2 separate regions of the Callithrix jacchus genome follow, and region 1 is linked to region 2. Evidence: chromatin contacts called from public Hi-C data. All regions are on one chromosome and are shown on one strand. Each heading gives the region's core, a stretch centred on a gene start, on an enhancer-like site or on the middle of the called end of the contact. The rest is flanking DNA. Distances are from core to core; before and after follow the strand shown. Region 1 overlaps LOC144578394 (a long non-coding RNA gene). Region 2 has its middle 56 kb from the start of SYPL1.

The links. Hi-C and Micro-C count contacts between places; a contact is called where the count stands out from the background.
Region 1: a contact with region 2 is called in a Hi-C map of skeletal muscle, with 10 times the contacts expected there. The contact joins two enhancer-like sites. A contact is called at or near these places in 3 of 3 Hi-C or Micro-C datasets (induced pluripotent stem cells and skeletal muscle).

Annotation. Positions count from the first base shown.
Region 1 is chr11:76,539,795-76,546,812 of calJac240_pri, forward strand. All of the region lies in intron 1 of LOC144578394 (a long non-coding RNA gene), which reads left to right. Among named protein-coding and RNA genes, the nearest start is that of SYPL1, 40 kb to the left of the region's middle. Within about 2 kb of position 1,682, at least 1 of the 16 cell types and tissues checked has an H3K27ac peak or open chromatin away from gene starts, as enhancers often do. A contact at or near this core is called in skeletal muscle, where this site is marked.
Region 2 is chr11:76,443,198-76,450,521 of calJac240_pri, forward strand. No RefSeq gene overlaps it. Among named protein-coding and RNA genes, the nearest start is that of SYPL1, 56 kb to the right of the region's middle. Within about 2 kb of position 2,089, at least 8 of the 16 cell types and tissues checked have an H3K27ac peak or open chromatin away from gene starts, as enhancers often do. A contact at or near this core is called in skeletal muscle, where this site is marked.

The DNA of each region.
Region 1 (7,018 bases), core at 432-2,931, 96 kb after region 2:
TTTGTATTGTGTATTTAGTCTCTTTTAATTTTTAATCTTTGTTATTTTTTCTTTTTTTTTTTTAATGACTTTGGCTTTTTAAAAAGCACAGGCCAGCTTTTTAAAAAGTCCTGACGAGTCCCACATTCTGCATTTATCCCATGTTTTCTTATGGTGTCCTACTCATTTTTCTCTGTTCTCTATAAACTGGGGATTGGGCTTCATTAGCTAAATCTCAGTGTGACTTTAATGCGTGTCTGTTGGATTTCTTTTCTTTTCTTTTTTTTTTGAGATGCAGTTTTGCTCTAGTTGCCCAGAGTGGAGTGCAGTGGTGTGATCTCAGCTCACTGCAACCTCTGCCTCCTGGGTTCAAGTGATTCTCCTGCCTCAGCCTCTGGAGTAGCTGGGACTATAGGCATGTTCCACCATGCCTGGCTCATTTTTCTATTTTTAGTAGAGATGGATTTTCACCACATTGGCCAGGTTGGTCTCAGGTGATCCACCCACCTTGGCCTTCCAAACTGCTGGAATTACAGGTGTGAGTCTCCATTGCCTGGCCTGCTTTTTTACTTCTGTAAGGATATCTTTTGGTGAGCAGAAGTTTTAAATTCTAATGTCTAATTTATCAATATTTCTGTGACCTCTTTAAGAAATCTTCCCTAACCTGGGGTCACAAAGATGATTATAGCTGATCTCCCTGATCACCTTCCATAATTGGGTGTAAGGTCCTGCCAAAGGATTACAGGCACACCACTATGCCTTGCTAATTTTGTATTTTTAGTAGAGTCAGGGTTTCACCATGCTGGCCAGGCTGGTCTCCAACTCCTGACCTCGTGATCTGCCCGCCTCAGCCCCCTAGAGTGCTAGGATTACAGGTGTGAGTCATTGCACCCAGCCTGATTTTCTAAAGTTTTACCCCAGTACATACTTCCTTAGCTGCTGCAGGATTATGACAAATCTTGATGCCCGCCATGCAAGCTCTCCCTCTGAATTACTTCAAGAATGATGTGGCTAGAATTCTGACATTTCAGACGAGACTTGGCTCAAACCTCATGCGGCTTTTTGGAGATAGGACTATGGGGTTACTATTCTTTCCTGGGCTGTGATCTCGGAAGTAACTTACTCGACTTTCCAGTTGGTCCTTTCCAGGGACTCTTCTCACTTGTGGTTTAAAGAAAGATTTGAATTGAGATCACAGAAGCCCAGTGTTCAGAATGCCCAGATCTGTTATGTTCTACTTTCTGGGACAGGTGGAAACACAGGATGTGAATCTAAAATAGCTGGTGACCTTTTTGAGGAAAATCTCCGGATTTTTAAAAATGGGTGCCTGAGAGGCAATTTTGATCTCTCCTTTGGGGGCTGTACCCTGTAGAGAGAATGAACTCTGGGGTCAGGTTTTTGGGCTCAGTTCCCACCCACAATCCCTACTAGCCCTATGACCTTGGTCACATTGCCTAACCACCCTGGCCTGTTTCCTCATCAGAAAAATGGGGATAGGAATAGAATCCACCTCATAGGTGTTTCTGAGGATTAAATGAGATTATATACAAAAATGGCCTGGCACAGAATAAGTGCTTGGTAAATCTTGGCCATGATTACTTTTGTGGAAAAGAATTCCTTTTCCTCCAAGGACTTTGAGACCAACCCAGGAGGTAGCAAAACCCATTCCTCGTGTATTTCAGAGGCACAGAGGCTTTACTTGTTGGAGACTCAGCACAGGCCAGGTTAGTCCTCATATTATCACCTGCCCCTCAGCACTCAGAAAGGCAGTTAGTTTGTAGCTGTTGACCTGAGGCAAAATTAATATATATAGAGTTTATTTGGGCCAAATTTGAGGATTTCATCCAGGAGCCCAGATTCAAGTTGCTTTGAATATGCATTCTAGTTAGCAGCAGTTTCAAGTGGATTATTTTTTTGAAGCAGAGTCTCACTGTGTTGCCTAGGCTGATGTGCAGTGGCATGATCACAGCTCACTGCAGCCTCCACAGCCTAGGCTCGTCATCTTCCCGCCCAAGCCTTCTGGGTAGCTGAGACTACAGGCACACACTACCACATGTGGCTTATTTTTTGTAGAGATAAAATTCTGCCATATTGTCCAGGCTGGTCGTGAATTCCTGGGCTCAAGCAGTCCTCCCGCTACAGCCTCTCAAAGTGCAATTACAGATGAGAGCCACTGTACCTGGCCACAAGTGGGGTTTTTTTTTTTTTTCAGGCAAAGTCTTGCTCTTGCCACCCAGGCTGGAGTGCAATGGCGTGATATCGGCTCACTGCAACCTCTGCCTCCCGGTTTCAAGTGATTCTCCTGCCTCAGCCTTCTGAGTAGCTGGGATTACAGGCGCCTGCCACCACTCCCAGCTGATTTTTTTTTTTTTTGAGGCGGAGTTTCGCCCTTGTTACCCAGGCTGGAGTGCAATGGTGCAATCTCGGCTCACCGCAACCTCCGCCTCCTGGGTTCAGGCAGTTTTCCTGCCTCAGCCTCCTGAGTAGCTGGGATTACAGGCACGCACCACCATGCCCAGCTAATTTTTTGTATTTTTAGTAGAGACGGGGTTTCACCATGTTGGCCAGGCTGGTCTCGAGCTGCTGATCTCGTGATCTGCCTGCCTTGGCCTCCCAAAGTGCTGGGATTACAGGCGTGAGCCATGGGGCCCGGCCTACAAGTGGAGGTTGGGGTTAGACTGATCTGCAGTTAGGCTGGCATCTGTCAGGGCATGCATGATTGTTCCAATACAGATGTTCCGTACGAAGCTGGCACAAGAGTTTACGGTTGTTTGTCATTCCCTATATTTCTTTCTGTCCCCACTTGGTTGGGCCTGCCTGGCCAACATGGTGAAACCCTATCTCTACTAAAAATACAAAAATTAGCCAGGTGTGGTGGCACGTGCCTGTGGTCCCAGCTTCTCGGGAGGCTGAGGCAGGAGAATCGCTTGAACCCGGGAGGTTCAAGTGGTTGCAGTGATCACTCCACCACAATTCAGCATGGGCGACAGAGTGAGACTCCATTCCAAAAACCAACCAACCAAACAGAAACACAAAGAAGGAGTCATCTGACCCCCAACCCCAGCATTCTTTTGACAGTCGCTAAAGTCACAGATACACTTGACCTTGCAGTTTTTAGAGGGGAATTTGTCACCTTTCAGTGAACAAACGGAAGATCTTTGAGCAGTGAGAAAAACCTGTTAAAAAGAAAAACCTTAGACAAGTTTGGCAGAGTTTAAGTGAGGAAAAAAAACCCAGAACACACACAAAAAAATCCACGACGTGTGAATCAGGCACCCCTCAGATTCAGAACTGGTTCTAAGAGCTCCGTCAGCAATGTGATCAGGTATTATGGATGCACGGAAACCGGAAGTGAGGTACACACAAGGCATAACTAGTTCCGGGTCAGCGTTTGCCTTATTTGATTGTTGGCTGCGTGTGATTGGAGGAAGCTCAGTTGCTGCGATGGCAGAGACTCAGCTGTTTCTTACAAAGGCGTACTCCTAAATTTAGGTTTTTGATTAGTATAAGTAGTAAGCCAGGCTGCCTGCAGTTAGTTAAGAAAGGACTTGGGTGCAAAGGCTTCCTCCGGCCAAATTTAGGTTATTTTAACATCCCCAATGGCCAGACACAGGCTTCTTTGAAGCCAACTGCTTAGAGTAAAACTGTGATGAAATTTCCTTTTGAAATATATACTCCTTGAAATTTGGAAGATGTTTTGGGATAACAGATGTTCTCTGTGCCCAAAAATAAGGATGGCTTATTCCAAAACGCAGGTGAGTGAGCCCTTCTCTGGAAAGAACTTGCTGACTGCAATTATCAGGGCAGTCCACAGAAGAAAAAAAATAAGGCTGCGTCAAAACACTGGCTCCTCTCTCCGAGAACATTGGAGAAGCTGCCCCTCAGAGGAAGGTGGCTTTCCAGGAGGCAGATGTTGAGTCAGGAGGAAGGTTGTTTCAGGATATTATGTTAAAACAACAACAACAACAGGCCAGGTGCCCTGGCTCACGCCTGTAATCCTAGCACTTCGGGAGGCCAACGCAGGTAGATCACTTGAGGTCAGGTGTTCGAAACCAGCCTGGCCAACATGGTGAAACCCCGTCTCTACTAAAAATACAAAAATTAGCCCAATGTCGTGGTGCATGGCTGTAATCCCAGCTACTCGGGAGGCTGAGGCAGGAGAATCACTTGAACCCGGGAGGCGGAGGTTGCAGTGAGCTGAGATGGTGCCACCACAATCCAGCTTGGGCGATAGAGCAAGACTCAGTTTCAAAAACCAACCAAAAAAAAAAAAAAAAAAAAAAAAAAAAGGAGTCATGTGACCCTAATCCCCAGCAAAGTCTGAACTTAGAACGAGTACAGATTCCATCAGAACTGTGATCTGTTTGAGATCAGAGAGGCTCATGTAACATTTTAGCTTTGCTTGTTCTCTAAATGTCAGAAAATTCTAGACATTTTCTGCCTTGAAATAGATTTCCTGGGGTGTGCACACCTGCCTTGCTTCAGCTCTCAAATATATCCCGGGAGCAATTTGCCCTGCAACAGGCTGGGGCCCTACGCTCAGCCCTCTGCTGCCCTCTGCTGGAATGCCGCTGACAGCACCAATAGTGCTTATCCTCAAAGCTTTGGCCAATTCCTGGTATTTCTTTTTGGTCTGTAACAGAGAAAAGCTGACAAGCAAATTATAGACCTTTGTGCCTTATAACTGAACGCCAAGTAAAATTAACGCCCTATTAAAACAGAATGAACAACATGACTGTTAACAAGCAATGATAGGGACAGGAGAGGTGACTCACACCTGTAACTCCAGCGCTTTGGGAGTCAGAGGCAGGCGGATCACAAGATCAGGAGATTGAGACCATCCTGGCCAACATGGTGAAAATCTGTCTCTACTAAAAAAAAAAAAATTAGCCGGACGTGGTGGCACATGCCTGTAGTCCCAGCTACTCGGGAGGCTGAGGCAGGGGAATCGCTTGAACCCGGAAGGTGGAAGTTGCAGTGAGCCGACTTACACTCTGGCACCACTGTGCTCCAGCCTGGTCACAGAGTGAGACTCTGTCTCAAAACAACAAGAACAACAACAACAAATGCAGTATAGAGACATCAGTTGCCTTTTAACTTCATTACAGGCAAGAAAGACTATATTTCTTGTACTTAACAAGAAATGCTTTTCAGTGGCCATATTGTGCCTAATACTGTGCTCATACTAAAAGGGACACATGAAAAAAGTTACTCTCTGCTTGCAGGAGTTTATAATCACATAACTCAGAAGGTGGGGAAGTCATTACAAAATGAAACAGATGATGATATATCCCACGAGAGAGCACCAGATAGTGATGAGCTCAGATTCAGCTAGAGATCAGGGAGGATGTTGAAAAGCAGCTGAGGCAGCTGGGCTGTGAGGAGGTGGGGACATCCTGGAGAGAGAACAACAGGGATGACATCTCAGACGGAGGGAAGAATGGTGTGTATGTATGCGTGTGTGGATAAAGAACTCTTTCTATCTGTGCCCATATGTTTGGAAAGAGTGTTATCAGGTTGCCGTGGGTTCCTTACAGCCTAATTCTAAAACCTATTGAATGCTTCAGGTAGGGTTGGACCAATAAAGATTGAGCAGTGAGATAATATTTTTAGACAGGAATAATTGCCCTCTTCTGACTTTTTGACAAAACCCTTTTTACTATGAAATAAAACCAGCTGTAGAAAACCACACAAAAGTGGCCAGGCATGGTGGCTCACGCCTATAATCCCAGCACTTTGGGAGGCCGAGGCGGGTGGATCACGAGGTCAAGAGATCGAGACCATCCTGGTCAAGAAGGTGAAACCCCATCTCTACTAAAAATACAAAAATTTGCTGGGCATGGTGGCACACGCCTGTAGTCGCAGCTACTTGGGAGGCTGAGGCAGGAGAATTGCTTGAACCCAGGAGGTGGAGGTTGCGGTGAGCTGAGATTGTGCCATTGCACTCCAGCCTGGGTAACAAGAGCGAAACTCCGTCTCAAAAAAAAAAAAAAAAAAGAAAACCACACAAAAGTATAATGAGTGATTGCAGCATGGACGCCCAATCACAGCTGCCTCCCACACCCCTAAGTAACCACTATTCTGACTTTTATAGCAGTTACTTATTTGCATTTCTTTCTAGTTTGTCATCTAAATGTGTAGTCCTGGACATTGTAGTTTAATATTGTTTCCCCTTTTGAATATCGTCATGTGTCCACAAGTTATTCTTTTTTTTTTTTTTTTTTTTTTTTTTTTTGAGACGGAGTCTCTCTCTGTTGCCCAGGCTGGAGTGCAGTGGTGCGATTTCAGATAACTGCAACCTCCGCCTCACGGGTTCAAGCGATTCTTCTGTCTCAGCCTCCCAAGTAGCTGGGATTACAGGCATCCACCACCACACCCAGCTAATGTTTTTTGTATTTTTAATAAGGATGAGGTTTCACCATGTTGGCCAGGCCAGTTTCATACTCCTGACCTCAAGTGAGCCACCCACTTTGGCCTCCCGAAGTGCTAGGATTACATGTGTGAGCCACAGTGCCTGGCCATGTTGTTCTTTTTTACACATTCCCCTCCATCTTTTCCTTTTCCTTTAAATGTATGGGCTTAAGAATCTGGGCCACTTGACCTGTGGTCTGGATCTTAGATTGCACATGTGTGGTCATCTCCCATGTTCCTCTGACCTTTGTGATCCTGCAGATGGGCAGGTGGATCCAGAGGCTGGCTCACCTTCAGGCTTGAGCCTTGGTAAGATGCTAGGTGGTGAGGCTTCTTTCATCTCATAATGTCTCTCTCTTTTATGTGCATGATGTTAGCAACCATCGCTTCTCAATGTCTAAATGCACGAACTCACTGGCTGTTACACAAGGGTGATATTCTGAAGCAGCCGTCTCTTTGTAATTTCATATGTTAGTTAGAATACATCTATAAGGAGAAGTTTTGTTGTGGCAGCAGGTCTTTAGCAAAAGGTAATCCTAAGCATCTTGTGTGGTTTTGGATAGTCACAGCCTCCTAAAGCTGACTCCTTAGTAGTCGCCGCTCTCAGAATCTTGCAGAGGCCAAACTG
Region 2 (7,324 bases), core at 839-3,338:
TCAGATCCTCCAGTTTCTAGAGATGCCTCCTCACCACATCCTCAGAGTCTTCCCTTGCCGTCTCCCCAGGTCTTATCTGCCAGTGGGCTTTAGAGAGCGTTATTATTATTATTATTACTATTATTATTTTGAGACAGAGTCTCACTCGGTTGCCCAGGCTGGAGTGCAGTGTCATAGTCTCGGCTCACTGTAGCCTCTGCCTCCCAGGTTCCAGAGATTCTTCTGCCTCAGCCTCCTGAGTAACTGGGATTACAGGTATGTGCCACCACACCTGGCTAATTTTTGTGTTTTTAGTAGAGAAAGAGAGAGTTTCAGTATGTTGGCCAGGCTGGTCTTGGACTCCTGACCTCAGGTGATCCACCCACCTTGGCCTCCCAAAGTGCTGGGATTACAGGCGTGAGCCACTGCACCCAGCCTAGAGATCATATTTTCACTCCACTTCACAAGCCCAATGGTGAGTTTCAGCAGGGCCTCAGAACAGGCTATTGATGGTAGGGTAAACATGGCTGACAACTAGCACCTTCTAGACCAAGAGGGGCTCCCTCAGCCGGCCACAGAGCTATCCCTTCTCCCTCATGCACAGCCCCACCAGACTACTGTCCAAGGCGGAAGTTGTGTGTAACAAGCAGCTCACACAGACTGCAGCCAGGCCTACAGAGGCGACTTTCCTGAGGGGCTGCCTACATGGCCTGGTCACTCAGGATCTTGCTGGCACTGTTTCTTAGGAGCTTGCCTTGTTGGGAAACCTTTCCTGATTAGCCTTAAGGAGCCTCAACAGGCAGGTGAAAGTATGTCCTGAAATGCCTGAACTCACGCTCGGTATGAGAACTAGCTACAACTCAGCATGCCATGACTCTTTGCATCACTGCTTGTCCAACAAGTCAGCAGTCCCCAACCTTTTTGGCACCAGGGAACAGTTTTGTGGAAGACAGTTTTTCCATGAACAAGGAGGATGGGGTGGTTTTGGGATGAAACTGTTCCACCTCAGATCATCAGGCAGTAGGTGCTCATAAGGGGCAGGCAACCTAGATCCCTCGCCTGCACAGTTCACAGTAGGGTTTGTGCTCCTGTGGAGAATCTAATGCTGCTACTGATCTGACAGCAGGTGGAGCTCAGGCAGTAAACGCTCTTGCCCATCACTCACTTCCTGCTGTGTGGCCCAGTTTCTAACAGGCCCTGAGGTTAGGGGCCTCTGCAATAAATAACACATGCTAATCAGTGGGGTTTGTGTGCCGCTTCCTAACTGACTGTTCTTAGGAACTGGTGAAACCTTAAGTCAGGTGGGACTGAGCAAGCCCTTGGGTCATGGTCTATTCTCCTTGCTGCTCTGCTCTCCTGTCTTGTTTGAGGCTCCCCTCCCTCCCTGTGTGTCTCCTAAGCCAGTCCAGCTTCCAGGGGTCACTGTTGTTTCTCATGGCCTTCATAAAAACAGCAGGCAGGCAGGTCTCTGGCCTGCGATGGCTCCCAGTACAGTTCTTGTCATCTGTATATCAAGGAGATTTTACTTCTTTCTTTCTCAGTTCCTCTTTCTCACTCTCTTTTTTTTTCTGTTTTTCTTTCACTCAAAAAATCAAGCTTCCATTATGCACAGAGTCTTGTAGACACTTGAGGACACACCAGTGAACAAAACAGTCTTAAATCCTTGCCCTCATGGAGATTATGTTCCAAATGGGGAGACAGGAAATAAACAAAATGTGAAACCAGTCCCAAGAATAACTTCTATTTCCATGGCACACAGCTGCAAAAACAGGGCACTTCACTGACCTCTTAGCGTAACTACCATGGATGAGGCAATCACTACAGGCTAGGCATTGCATTTAAATCACTTCATAACCCCCGTGGGAGGTGCTATTCTTATCCCAGTTTACAAATGAGGACACAGGCACACAGGGAGACTCAATGATTTCCCAAGATCATCCATCTGCTAAGAAATGGAGTCTGGATTTGAATCTGAAACCGTGGGACTCCAGCGTCTTTGTTCTTCGTCCCTGTGCAGTATGCCTCCCAGCTTCTGCCCTGGCTGCCTCCACACTCACTCAGCAGCCTCTGTACTGTATCCTCCACGGGGGAGGCAGTGCATGGTGTGGCCGCTGAACATATGGGTGATGAATGGGGTTTTCTGACGGGGTGATGAACGGTGGGACTGACGTGCCACTGTTCCTCTTCTGTGCAGAAGCCCCTGCCTGCCCTGCATGCCACCATCTAACCTAGCAGCCAGCAGCTGCCTGGTAGTGGCCATGCAGCTCTGTTACAGCCCCTGCTGGGTACATGATTCACAGGGGTGCAGTGCTGCCCTGCCCAGGCTCAGGCCCTGGCCTGCACCAGCCTGAGACAGAGCACTGGGTCAGAGGTGCTTCCTGTGGCTCCACTGCCCAGGGCCTCAACAGAGCAGGGCTTAGGGCGAGCCTCTGGGTGTGTGGAGACAGCTGGAACTATTACTGGTAGAGGGTATTGACTGCAAGTTGTCCAGGTTCTTGACATTTTGAACAAAGAATTGGACAAAATGCACAGCAAAGAAAGGAAAGAATGAAGCGACTAAAGCAGAGATTTATTGAAAATGAAAGTACACTCCACAGGGTGGGAGCAGGCCTGAGCAGCAGCTCAAGGGCCCTGGTTACAGGATCTTCTGGGGCCCAAATACCCTCTAGAGGTTTCCCATTGGCCACTTGGTGTACACCTCATGCAAATGAAGTAGCGGCCTGACTCAGTCTGACTGGTTGCAGAAAGCAACCATTCAGAGGCTGAAGGGAAGTTACTCTCTCATACAAATGTCTAATTGATTGCAGAAAGCAACTAATCAGAGGCACTTTCCATTTTCACCTGCCAGCCAGAGAGGATTGTTGGGGGGGTGGGATTTACAAAGGGAGTGGCCCCTGTTCCTTTTGGTACTTAAGTGTGGAAAGTTGGGATTTTCCTTTTGATTTAGTTCTAGTTAGTCAATGTGAATTGGTCTTAGGTTTTCTGCCTCCAGACCCTATTCCCCTGACTCAGAACCTGCCCGGCAAGACTAAAGGTGGTCTCACAGTCCAGAAAAGCCACAGTAGGAACCCAGGGAAACACTCCTTTACCCTCTGTAGGTTCACTAGAAAATCCTCTCAGAAAATGCAGATTAATAAGAGAAAAAGCATAAAAGTTTGTTAATGTGCATGCACATGGGGGAGAACCATAGAGCGATTACATCTGTCCCCCTGGGGTTCAGAGGTGGATGTACCATCCTGAGGTTACAGAAAGAATATGGGCATGGATGGAGCAAAACAGGTTATGGGAGGAGATGAAGAGGCCTGAGGAGCCAAGGTGGTCTTGTTACGCAGACAAAACCTCACAGGGAGCAGCCCTAAGAGAATCGATGGGAAATGTTGCCTTCAGACCTTTAAAGGTGTCCCACTTTCAGTTAATTTTTCCTGGACTGGACAAAGGAAGACCTCTGAGAAAACTTGTCTGCATCAATGCAGATTCTCTGCTGATACAAATCTCCCCAGAAAGACAGCATGGCAGGGCTCCTTCTGTTTGCATTTCTTCGGAACAGCCATCTCAAATTATTCAAAGAAGTGTATCTGCAGATGAAACATGTTGGCTTCTTTCACCACCCACCACCCAAGTAGGGTCTACAGCATGGGGTGAGGGGAGTTGATCTCCAGGTCTCCAGGTTTCTTTCTTGCACTTAGGGACAGGAAGCTGAACCCAGGAAAGAAACAGAGCACATATGCGGGTGTGCACGTGCGCTCGTGTGTGTGTGTGCACAGAATGTCTCACCAAAACTCAGTATACGAGGCCAGACAGTGATGTTTGTTCCTCCCTGTCTTGGAAGATAGGAAGTCAACTCTGGGGGCATGAGTTACTGTGCTTTGAATAATAAGCTGTGTGACTTTGGGCAATTGTCCAACCTCTCTGGAACTCAATGCCATTGTCTAAAAAATAGGACTAAGAACCCCTTTCCTGGCCGGGTGTGGTGGGTCACGCCTGTAATCCCAGCACTTTGGTAGGCCAAGGTGAGCAGATCATGAAGTCAGGAGATGGAGACCATCCTGGCTAACATGGTGAAACCCCGTCTCTACTAAAAATACAAAAAATTAGCCGGGCATGGTGTCACACACCTGCAGTCCCAGCTACTTGGGAGGCTGAGGCAGGAGATTCACTTGAACCCAGGAGGCGAAGGTTACAGTGAGGCGAGATCCTGCCATTGCACTCCAGCCTAGGTGACAGAGCAAGACTCTGTCTCGAGGAAAACAAAAATATTTAGGGCAGGCAGGGGTTAAATTTGCCAATTGCCAGAGCACACTATGTGTAGTTAAAATCCTCTACTCTTTCAGTGATTGAGGGCAAAAAAAGAAAAGAAAGTCCTCCACTCTGTCTCAGAAACATTATTCTGTAAAGTTAATGTGTCCCATGAAGGGTCTTTGTGGTGACTCATCCCATCATTTCCTCCACTCCCACCAAGAGGTGAGGCCTGGGGAGTGCATCAGGAAGCAGGTGTCTTACGAATCTGAGGTGCAGGGTGAGGGCTCCCGCCTCTCTGTGTTTAAACAGGGCCCTGCTGCACACCTCACCACTGCTTGTTGGGAAACAGCCGCACCATAAGGCCTCTCCCCAGGCTAGTGTGGAGCCCAGCAGATGTGCCATTTGCCTCCATAGCAACAGATGTGACCCTAAAACCAATGAGGTTCCTGCCCTGAAAGGCTCCACTGGCTTCTGAGCCTGTGTCTAGAGAGAGTGGGCAAGGATTGCAGATGCATGGAGAGATGGGCGCTGTTACTAACCCCCTCGCTGGCATACGCTTATTTCCTTTATCCTCCCATCAGCTCTGTGAAGCATCCACCACTTTAGTGCCAAGGAAGCTGAGCCTTAGAGAGGCCAAGGCCTTTGTCTCAGTGTCCCAGCCGGCTGGCAGCAGGGCTCAAATCGGAACCCAGATTTATTGGACCCCAAATCATAAGCTGTGACAGGGCTCATTTTTAAAAATTATTTTATTTTATGTTTTGTTATATTTTGAGACAGAGTCTCACTCTGTCGCCAGGTTGGAGTGCAGTGGCACAATCTTGGCTTGCTGCAACCTCCACCTCCTGAGTTCAAGCGATTCTCCTGCCTCAGCCTCCTAAGTAGCTGGGACTACAGGTACCCGCCACCGTGCCCAGCTAATTTTTGTATTTTTAGTAGAGATGGGGTTTCACCATGTTGGCTAGGATGGTCTCCATCTCTTGACCTTGTGATCCGCTTGCCTCAGCCTCCCAAAGTGCTGGGATTACAGGTGGGAGCCACTGCATCCAGCCAGGGCTCATCATTAACCAGGCCATCAAATACTTCCTGAGTCCCCCTCATCCCCGGAATTGTTGGGGATATGAAAAGCATAGGCGGCAGGGGCCGGACTTCATAGGGCAGAGGCAGACCTAAGGTGGGATGAGAGCAGAGGAGCCCCGTGGCTGGGGTTCTCCACTCTTCTATCCTGCTCTGTCCAGCAGGGTGTCTGGAGGGAGCTATGAGGATGCGATGACCTGGCAGCTGCTCAGGATGGGAGAGTCCGTTGTCAGCCAGGGCTGGCAGAACGGTGTGAGTCATCCTAGTGGGTGAGGGGTCCTCCTGGGCTCTGGGAACTGTGATTCCATGATTCCTGGACACGTGAGGAAGCTGGTTAGGAGCTCAGCCAGAACTGAAACTCCCAATCCAGGGCTCTTTCTACTCCCACCATGTCTGAGCTGAGGCTCGAAGGGGTGGGGCATGGGTGATTCTGGCCCCAGGGAGCAGAGCCTGGGGGCTCCACGTTTTCCTCTGGTTCCGCACCGACCTGCCCTTGCCAAGCCCACTGGGCTGGGTGAACAGCTGTTTCCATTTTCCCTGCAGCCTCTGTTCTGGGAACCAGGCCAGCATTCATAGCCTTTCCCCTCCTTTTCTTTTTGTAATAGAAACTGCTCAGGCCTGCCAGGAGCCAGCAGCATGCTCCAGGACTCACTGTTTGGCTAAACTGGAGGTGAGGCTTATCGGAGGCCACTTTCCAGTTTTCTATGGCAGCTGGATTCCACTGTCCTGAGGCCAGTGCTCCTCCCTGGGTTCCCTCTCTGCAGACTCAACCACCCAGTGCCCTTTGTCCCCTAAAGCCAGCAGTCTCTTGTCAGTCCAACACCTCCAGGGCATGGTGGGGGCTGCCTGGAGGAGTGTCCCAGGAGAGGGTCCCATCAGCCAGGTGCCCTGAACCCCCTTAAAATGAGTATGGTGTGACAGTAACTTAGAGAACACTTATGACTTTAGGAGTTCTGAGAACTGTCTAAGGGCTGATCTGAAGCCAGGGAGGAAAGTCTTCATTCACCTCTGTCCCCAGCTCCTCCCCCTGACTCTAGGACTCTAGTGTTTGCTGTTTTTATTTGCAGTTCAGCGTCCAGGATACACGGGGCTCCTTTTGGGAAGGACATGCAGCAGGTGTGCTGCTCCCCACCTAGGAGTGCCCGTGCTGACAGCAAATTGTTCCACACAGTGCACAGAGCATTCCTTTAGCAGCCTCTTGTTTTCTTAAGTGATTTCTACAACTGTTTCCGTGGAGGCGTTTATCTAAATAAGCTCCTCTTCTAGGCAAACTAGAGGGGAGATTGATTCACTATCCTCAGAAATCAGGAAGCATGAAATTATGCTGGCTCTGCTACCAGGGTACACGGAGCAGGGGCAAGCATGGTGTGCAGCTGTCAATGCAGGACTGGGAGGAGGCAGAGGCTGATCACAGCCCTCGGGGTGGGTGGGAAGTGCCCTCGCCCCAAGCTGGGACTGAGCTCAACACCTTCCATGCCTTTACGTAGCTCACCTTTGGTCTCCAGGTTTCTGGAAGTCACCACTGCACCCTGGGTCACCTTAAGCTTTTTCACAGAGGACCCATGTGATTCTGGGTTACATCACTTTAGCCTCAAGATTGTGACTATTTTCTCTTCTTTTCTTTTCTTTTTTGAGGCAGAATCTCACTCTGTCACCCAGGCCGGAGTGTAAAGGCACGATCTCAGCTCACTGCAACCTCTGCCTCTTAGGCTCAAGCAATTCTCCTGCCTCAGCCTCCTGAGTAGCTGGGATTACAAGTGCCTGCCACCATGCCTGGCTAATTTTTGTATTTTTTAGTAGAGACGGGGTTTCACCATGTTGGTCAGGCTGGTCACAACCTCTTGCCCTCAGATGATCTGCCTGCCTCGGCCTCCCAAAGTGCTGGGATTACAGGCATGAGCCACCACATCCAGCCAACTGTGACTATTTTCCATATCATGAAGTTATAAAAGGACAGTGGAATCTCACAGTCATTTGAGAGACAATACTTTTTTTTAGACCATATGAATGTTTTATACCATAGAGACAGCAT